Linked DNA regions of Sus scrofa: all the other regions are linked to region 3. The links are chromatin contacts, called in public HiChIP or PLAC-seq and promoter capture Hi-C maps. All regions are on one chromosome and are shown on one strand. Each heading gives the region's core, a stretch centred on a gene start, on an enhancer-like site or on the middle of the called end of the contact. The rest is flanking DNA. Distances are from core to core; before and after follow the strand shown.

Evidence for each region. Promoter capture Hi-C pulls out the DNA fragments that hold promoters and counts their contacts. HiChIP or PLAC-seq counts read pairs in DNA pulled down with a chosen protein or histone mark.
Region 1: a promoter capture Hi-C map of liver shows a contact between it and region 3, with 5 times the contacts expected there. The contact joins the promoter of CNOT9 here to the promoter of ABCB6 in region 3. A contact is called at or near these places in 1 of 5 promoter capture datasets (liver) and 1 of 2 datasets of contacts at active chromatin or transcription factors (alveolar macrophages).
Region 2: a contact with region 3 is called in an H3K27ac HiChIP or PLAC-seq map of alveolar macrophages. The contact joins the promoter of ARPC2 here to the promoter of ABCB6 in region 3. A contact is called at or near these places in 1 of 5 promoter capture datasets (liver) and 1 of 2 datasets of contacts at active chromatin or transcription factors (alveolar macrophages).

Annotation. Positions count from the first base shown.
Region 1 is chr15:120,589,089-120,591,788 of Sscrofa11.1, reverse strand. It overlaps CNOT9 (cell differentiation protein RCD1 homolog), which reads right to left and starts at 1,435. Exons shown (of 9, transcript XM_001925220.5): 1 at 1,013-1,435. The coding sequence starts at 1,036. It overlaps USP37 (ubiquitin carboxyl-terminal hydrolase 37), which reads left to right and starts at 1,559. Exons shown (of 24, transcript XM_003133658.6): 1 at 1,559-1,816.
Region 2 is chr15:120,295,850-120,298,549 of Sscrofa11.1, reverse strand. ARPC2 (actin related protein 2/3 complex subunit 2) reads right to left here and starts at 1,428. Exons shown (of 11, transcript NM_001190239.1): 1 at 1,370-1,428; 2 at 1,075-1,156. The coding sequence starts at 1,148.
Region 3 is chr15:121,253,044-121,255,743 of Sscrofa11.1, reverse strand. It overlaps ABCB6 (ATP-binding cassette sub-family B member 6, mitochondrial), which reads left to right and starts at 1,394. Exons shown (of 20, transcript XM_005672225.3): 1 at 1,394-1,524; 2 at 1,696-2,275; 3 at 2,603-2,700. The coding sequence starts at 1,730. ATG9A (autophagy related 9A) reads left to right here. Exons shown (of 14, transcript NM_001190275.1): 14 at 1,288-1,389. The coding sequence ends at 1,389.

The DNA of each region.
Region 1 (2,700 bases), core at 186-2,685, 660 kb after region 3:
GATCGAACCTGCATCCTCATGGACACTCTGTTGGGTTCTTAACCCGCTGAGCCACAAACGAAACTACCAGAACTACTTCAAATAGGGTGGTCAGGCAAGGAGACTGAGATAGAGACCTGAGGAAGAGAAGCCGACATCTATAGCAAAGGAAGGAGGTGGGGGAGTGTCTGTGTGTGAGTATGTGTGTGTGTGAGAGAGAGAGCATTCTAGGAATAGAGATCAGAAGGTGCAAGCTGGAGTGTAAAAGCATAGGGAGAAAAGATGGAACTGAGGCCAGTGTAGCTGGAGCCTGCGGAGCAGTGACAAGAGACTGAAAACGAGGGTCAGGAACATAACGTTCAGGGAGGACCTTGTAGGCCGAGGCAAGGAGTCTGGATATTATCTCAATGCAATGGGAAGCCATAGGATTACTTCAGGCAGGTTGATTTACACTGTTTTTCTTGGTGAAAGATCACGCTGGTAAAACGAGATGTGAAAAAAGGTTGTAATCTCAGAGAATCGAAAGTCAAACGTAGTAACTGTTCACTTCTCCGGGTCTCGGATTTTGCATCTGTAAAGCAAGTGGCATGAGCTAAAAGCCATTTCCTCCCCGCCGCGATGTGCCTAGGCTGGGAGTTTCGACAGCATGGGTCATGTCAGACAAACTGCGGAACTCCCCTCGCTCCGCCGACGCCAAGCACGCAACTGACGCCCTGAAACTGTTGGTCAAGCAAATGAATCAATGAATGGCGGGTCGGGGCTGCGAAGGAGGCGCTCTGGCCGCGGGACCAGGCCCCGGGGCCTGAAAAGAACGCACTACGCGGCACGCCAGAGGCCGCGAGAGCCGGCCGGCGAGGAAAGCGGGGGCCTGCTCCGCCACAGCCAAGCGCGGCGAGGAGGGAGGCCCGGGCCTCGCGGGTTGAGGGCAGGAGGAGCAGGACTCCCGGACCGAGACAGGGAGCTGGAAAAGAAGGCCGAAACGCGGGGTTAAGGAAGGCTTCTGGGCCCCAGGCCTGGCGGCCCGGGCACTTACCGCAGCCGTCGCCAGACTGTGCATGTTGGGAGCGGCCGCCGCTCTCCTCCAACTGCCGGACGCGCCGGACTCGCGTCCCAGCTTCAGCGCCTCTGCCGCCAAAGATGATGAGCCGCCGCAGCCGCCATCCGCCTCCGGCTCGCTCCGCCCCCTTCGCAGCCCTCTGACCTTTCACCTCTGACCCCTCCCACACTACCTCTTCCCGCCTCTCAGCTCTCCAAAGAGTTAACAGTCCTAGAGTTTATCCTTTGTCCCTTAAGATTCAGGACCAGAAGGACGTCTGCCACCTACTAGTCCTCGCATTCCCCGGCTCGGAGCAGGTATCCCCATAGAGGGGCGTGAACTCTGAGCCTCCTCCAGAGGCCAGTAAAGGGCGGGAAAAACCCGGCAGTCTGGAGGGGACAAGTAGTGCGCATGCCCAACAGGGCTGACGCGGAGGGAAATGGTGGGCGGTGCAAAGTGCGTGAGATGGATAGTGCGCGTGCGTACTACGATCAGTACAGGGGCGGGGCTACCTCTGCGAGATTTCCCTCGGTGCTGGGGCGGGGCGAGGGCGTAGGAGGGGCGGAGTTTCCAGGCTTTCGCGCACGCACCTCGTCTGGTCGCGTCGAGTGTGCGTGCGTGCGTGCGTGTTTGCGTGTGGTCACAGTTCCCGCCATCAGCCGCTCTCCCTGACTGGGGGAGTGAGCGGCCCCTCTCTTTCGTGTTTGGTGTCCCTTCCTTCCTTACCCCCAGCTCCTCCCCCTCCGCTTGGACTCCGTGCTTCCGGCAGGCCTGTCCGGCGCTCCGGACTCGCGGGCACAGGTAAGGCGGGCCCGGCGAGCGTCTCCACAGAGCCGTTTTACCCTGGCCCCCCCACCCCCCGCCCCTTGCGGTCCGCCCACTCGGCGTTCACTCCTCTGGAGTTCGTCCGGCTGCTGCTCAGCCCGCCCCCATCCCCGCGACGCCCCCTCTGGCCTCACAGGTACTCTACTTGGGTCTTCCCCCAGGCTTTCCCCCTCCTTTGACCTGGTCTTTTACTGTCACTCGCTCCCCCCCGCAACTCAAACCTGGCTCCTTTTTGCTGGGGGCTGTCCTCCGCTGCGCCCCCCTTAGCGAGGCCTGCTATCACTTAAGGTGACTTCCGTTGCCGCACGTCCATCAGGCCTTGGGACATGATACTGTTTCATTCTATTGACCATTCTTCATCTTCTCTCCCTTAACCATCTCTTAACTAAAAAGCATGAATTGTATTTTTGTCGTGGTTTTGGTTGGTTGTTCCCCATCTTTAGCCATCGGATCAGATTGTCAGGTTTACCCGTTGTAGGTCATGACACGAAAAGATAATTGATGACAAAATCCTCTTTCTGGAGAGTTGGCCTGGAGTAATTTTATAATCCTTTCAAAATGTAGTTTCTGTGTAAATGCCTATTTTGTGGAGGCACTATCCGACATGTCTAACTGGAAAAGCTATCAGAGGATGTCAAGTAGGCAGTTGATTATACTGGGTTTGCGCTCAGAATAGAGTTCTGAGTGGATATATAGGCAGATGTGTGTGTATATAACTATATACAGGTCTGTGCGTGCATGTATATATATCTATATCTATATGTATATATCTGTTATGTTGAAAGTAATTGAAGCTCTGGTTGTGGATGAAATTGCCTAAAAAGAGTACAGTGCTAGAAAGGAAGGGGACCTCGGATGGG
Region 2 (2,700 bases), core at 179-2,678, 960 kb after region 3:
TACTTCCTCCACTGTGTAACCAAGATGTGAAGCCCCATCCTCAAGGGATGGGGAAATGAGGCAAAGAGACTGGCCGCAGGCCATCCAAAATTAGGAGCTAAAACCAATTCCTTGGTTCATGTTTTAAATATTGTATCAGACAAGCGAACAACTTGGGGGGAGGTCGTCTTTCTACTGGTTCTGCGTTTGACAGAGACGGCTGCCTTAGAAACATCTCCTAAAGCCCATTTTTAAAAGGGCCAATGGTTAAAAACAGGTTTATCTAAGAACGTTACAGGCTCTGAAGGCATTTCAGTGTGTTATCTGGGCCAGAATTACTACAGAAGAAATCACAGGCCAGGGGTATGATACAAGAACTTAAAAAGATAAACAACCAGATAGAGGATACTGGGTGGAGAAAGGAGAATAGAACCTCAGAGGAGTGATAAGGAAGGGGTGTGGATGGGGGGGGTATTAACTTTGCTTGCGAAATGTGACAAAATAGGCAGTGTCTGTTACAGAAGGGTTCGGTGAAGGAAAACTAGAGAGATCGGGTTTTCCGGCTGCAAGACTGGGCCTGCCTTCAGCTTTCCCTCTGGCTCCTTTAGACGAGGAGGTGGGGGTGGGGAGCGAGAAGGCTGGTGGTGATCTGCGCCTCTTCTGGGTACATCTTCTTCACTCTTCCAGTCCTGGGAATCCCTGAAAACTCCTTCCAACCCAATCCCCAATGGGCTCTCTCCGGGTTCTGAACAATGACGGGAGAATACGGTGGGAAGCGGTCCCCTGCTCGCTCCAGAGGGCAATGGGATCCTCCAGCGAGAGTTCCGGTCCAAGCTACCCTCACGTCCCACAGGTCTCTTTGGCACGCGCACTCCTGTCCACTCACTGCTTCCGCATCCTTCCTCTGAGCCTCTCCCCACGCATCTCTGCCCCTCACCCCGCCGCGCCCAACCACCTCCCATGTCTACCCCGCCGGGGCAGTCCCTGCACCCGGCCAGGTCTCCCACCTCCCTACTCCACGTATGACGGTCTGAACGATTGGCAGGGGTCAACTTTGCCTCCCCCGCCACCCACCGGCCCTAGGCGCGCGCTCACCCGGCGGCCGCGTTCTCGAACTTGAGCGCGAGCGTCTCCTCGATGATGCGGTTGTTCACCTCCAGCAGGATCATGGCGGCGGCTGCCCCGGACAGGGGAAGGAGAAACAAGGGCGGGTGAGGGTGGGTAAGGGAGGAAAGGACGGAGGGAGCGGCCCTGCTGCCCCCTGAGGAGGGGGGCTGGGTGGGGAAGGTTAGGGGAGAAGGGGAAAGGGACCAGGGTGGGGGAAAGGGGAAGACGCGCGTGCTAGCCCGCGCACGCACTGACTGTGGAGACACCCACCCACCCGACCGACCTGGCCCCCGAAGCCTGAACCCGCCTGCCGAGCCGCCGCCGCCGCCGCCGCCGCCGCCGCTGCCGCCTCACCGACAAGCTCGGTCCCCGCCCAGCCCCCGGCTCCAGCCGGCCACTTCCGCTCTCACACCCACTTCCGCTCGCCGCCCGGACGCGCGGCCCCGAGGCCCCGCGGCGCCATTTCCGCTCCGACCCCTCGTGCGCGCGCACGCAGGCGCACCAGGTGAAGGGGCGGAGGCCGCGCGTGCGCACGCGCGATGCCGCGACTCTCCACTTTCCCACAGCCCCGCCCTCGGCCCGCTGTTGAAAGTGTGTCTCCCGGCTAGCTGTCATTCCTCGAGGCCTGCCTCGCGGTCCAGCGCTTGCATCCTGCACTCCCGAAGAGTTTACTTCTACGCACGAGGTCCTGTTATTTCTGACAAGAAGCTCACTGTTTTCATTTCCTAGTCGGCGTCTTTACTCTCACTTTGTGGTCGGTGTGATCCTTCCTCATGCCACACTAATGGCTGTCCAGTGGCACCATCGTGCCTTAATTTGCTCAGCAAATGTTAAGTGGGCTCCTGTTCTGTGCTGGGGATACAGTGACGCCTGAAACAGATGAGGTTCCGCCCTCGTGGAGCTTATAGTCTGGCAAAGGAAACAGACAACAAACTTTCAGATATGTAACTACAAATCGGTTAAAAGAGCAAAGAAGGAAAGGAATGAGACGTCACCAAAGTGAATAAGCCTCCCTGGGTTCCTCTCTTGTCTCCCTTTCTGTGCCTGGAGATGCCTCTAGGTGCCCCAAACGTGATTTTTTTCTGCCTTACCTCCCAGCACCTCTGCCAGAGACATAATTTTTTACTCATCTGTGTGAGGAAAATGAACTCATTTTTGTGTTGCGTCTGCCTGTGTGCCTGGTTTTGTACTTTTCCTTCTCCAGGGAGAATCTAACAAATTTAGCTGAGCTCTTTTTAGGAGTATTGATTTATTTTCTGCTAAGTGTTCTTAAGAAAGTATCAGGGAGGCAAAAATTGACAAAAACTAGCTCTTGTCATCAGGCCCAGACAGCTCTTCAAAATGAATTTATTTACTGGACATGGATAAACTTCAAGACATTGCAAATACCCCCAAATTATTTGCTAACTCTCTTTTTTTCTGTTTAGGGGTGCTCCTGCTTTCTTTTCCAATTCAGAAGACTCAAGTCATATTTTCCATCCACTTAGTAGAGACCTTCTATAGAGCTTCCTTTCTGCTTTCCTTCATTCCTCTTTTTCTTCTTCTTTTTTCTTTCTTTCTTTCTTTTTTTTCTTGATTTTTAGGGCCACACCTGCTGCTTATGGAGGTTCCCAG
Region 3 (2,700 bases), core at 145-2,644:
TGCCCCAGGATGGAGGCACCGTTGCCCTGCCATCCCATCTGCCCGCCATGGAGGGCTCCTCAGAGTGTTGCCTGGCTCCACGCGTGTGGTGTTTGTGTGTCCGTGCCTGGCCAAGGGAGGTGCCAACACTGGGCTCGCCGAGAGATTGGGGGCCTAGGAATCAGGGCGCACAGGACTCTAGCCTCATCCCCAGGACCCCCCTTGGCTCAGAGTGTGGTGCTAGAAACTGGTCCCCAGCCCAGCCCCAGTACTGCCACCTTTGCACCCACCCTTGCAGATCTCCAGAGGACTGCCCACCACAGAAGCTGCCAAGCAGGGAGAACACGTGCCAACTGTGGAGTGGGGAGGAGGTTGGGCCTGGACCCTCGACCTCTATAGCCTCTCTTCCCCTACCCTGAACAGACGAGCAGCTCAGGCTGTGGCCCTTACCTCACCCCCAGTTCTCTCCCAGTGCTGCAGCCTGCTCACCTCTCCCCTGCTTCCCGCACATCACTGGCATGTGTGCCGCTTGTTCCTGCTTGTTCTCGTTCTGTTGGCTCGCTCCCCTTCTGTTAAGCTTTTGCTTTGCGTTGGTGTGGAGGCTCTCACTCCCAGCTCCCGTCACGCTATCTTTTGACACTAAGAAGGAAGGTTTACGAAATTGCAGGAGCGGGATGGAAATTCTTTGCTGCCCTCTCCAATGTTAGGATGGACCCCTGGGGGGGGGGGGACAGAGGCCTTCCTGGCCCCCCTGCTGCTTATGGTACCTCCCCACCACCTGCACATGGGACGGACAGGGCTGGAGTATGCCCTTGGTTATCTCCCAGGACGAGAGCTGTGGCCTGCATCCCGCTGTCCCCTAGAGGGGGATGGAGGGCGACAGGACTGCTTCGCCCAGGGCTTTGGGCTGCCGCATTGCATGCTGGGACCCAGCTCCTTGTGAAGTCCGCCTCACCCTTCACCCAGCTCCGTCCACTGCGAGTGAGCGGTGAACTACGCTGTCTAAATTCACGGTGGAACGGGGTGGGGACCGTGTATAGCTTGACAACCCTTAATAAAGAAGGGACTTTGACCTGGTCGCGTATTGTTGTCTCGTCCGCCCGGCTAGGGTTCTGGGGACAATGGGCATAGGGTGTGTGTGGCTCACCCAGGTGGCGGGGGGGCCAGGTCGGCCCTGCAGGAAAGCGGGCCTATGCGGTCGCTTGGATATACCGACCTAGTCGGAGAGCAGGAGAGCAGCTTCTAATCCACGGTTCGGTGGAGGTCAAGGACTCCGGCAGGACGTGCGGTCAGATTTCCCGCCCTGAGCACGTGACCATGCCGACTCCGCCCGTCTATTTTGCCTTCCCTGGCATGCACCATTTTCCCCCGCCCCTTCGGGGACACTCGGCCAATGGGGACCCTGAGTAGGGGCTGGGAGGGCGGGGCTGCCGCTGAAGAGAGCGGCTGGAGTGGAGCGCCGAACGTTCCTGCAGGCCGGCACTTGACCCGAGGGTCCCTGCCGCGAGCGAGGGGCAGACGGCTGCGACGGCGTACGTGCCCGGCGTGAGTGCGTGGCGGCGGCGCGTGCGCGACCTGAGTGGGTGGTGTGGCCGGGTCCACGTGCGTCCCTACCCTGCGACCCCAGCAGCTTAGCGCCGGGAGGCTCTATGACCCGAGATACCCGGGATTCCGCTCCCAGCCCCCAGCGGCCGATCCGGTTCTCCTGTCCCTTAGTCCCCGCAGCCCCTGCCGGAGGCCACGCATTACCATGGTGACTGTGGGTAACTACTGCGAGGCCGAAGGACCCGCGGGTCCGGTCTGGGTGAAAGGCCTCAGCCCCTGCTTCTTCTTCACGCTTGTGCCCTCAATGCTGATGGGCCTGGGGGCTCTGGCCTTGGTGCCGGTTCTTCCCTGCAAGCGTCCGGAGAGGCCTGATGGCGCCGATGCGGTGTCCTGGGCGGCCGGTCCTCGTGTCGCTCCCTACGTGCTGCAGCTGCTTCTGGCCACACTTCAGGTGGCGCTGCCCCTAGCCGGCCTCATTGGCCGGGTGGGCACTGCCCAGGATGCCCCACTGCCCGGCTACCTGTTGCTGGCTACTGTATTGGGAACTGTGGCCAGCGCCTGTGGCCTGGGGCTGCTTGTGACTGAGCGGAACCAGGCACGGCAGAAGCTGGCGATGGGCGTCTGGATCAAGTTCACGCACAGCCCGGGTCTCCTGCTCCTCTGGACAGTGGCTTTTGCAGCTGAAAACTTGGCCCTGGTGTCTTGGAACAGCCCACAGTGGTGGTGGGCAAGGGAGAACTTGAGCCAGCAGGTGAGGGACCTTGTGGTGGTAGGGGAGGCATGGCTAGCAGGGGCGGGGAAGAAGGACCACAATTCTGGTCACACTGGCTCCAGGCTTCCAATGCCTCTAAGGGAAGAAAGGAGGGGCCCGCCCTCCCTGCTGGGTGCTGGGAGCTGATAGCCAGCTGGTGGGGAGTGGCTGTGCTGAGTCACTGTGGATTTTTTTTAAAGCCTACTAGATGCTGGGGCCCTGAGGAGGACCTGGGTGTGTGCCCTACACCAGTCCCCAGCCCTGGTATAAGTAGTAACAATAGGATTTTGGCCTTACTTGATATTCTCCCCATGCGTTTAATTGTAGGTTCAGTTTAGCCTGTGGGTGCTGCGGTATGTGGTGTCTGGAGGGCTTTTTGTCCTGGGACTCTGGGCCCCTGGGCTTCGTCCCCACTCTTACGCCTT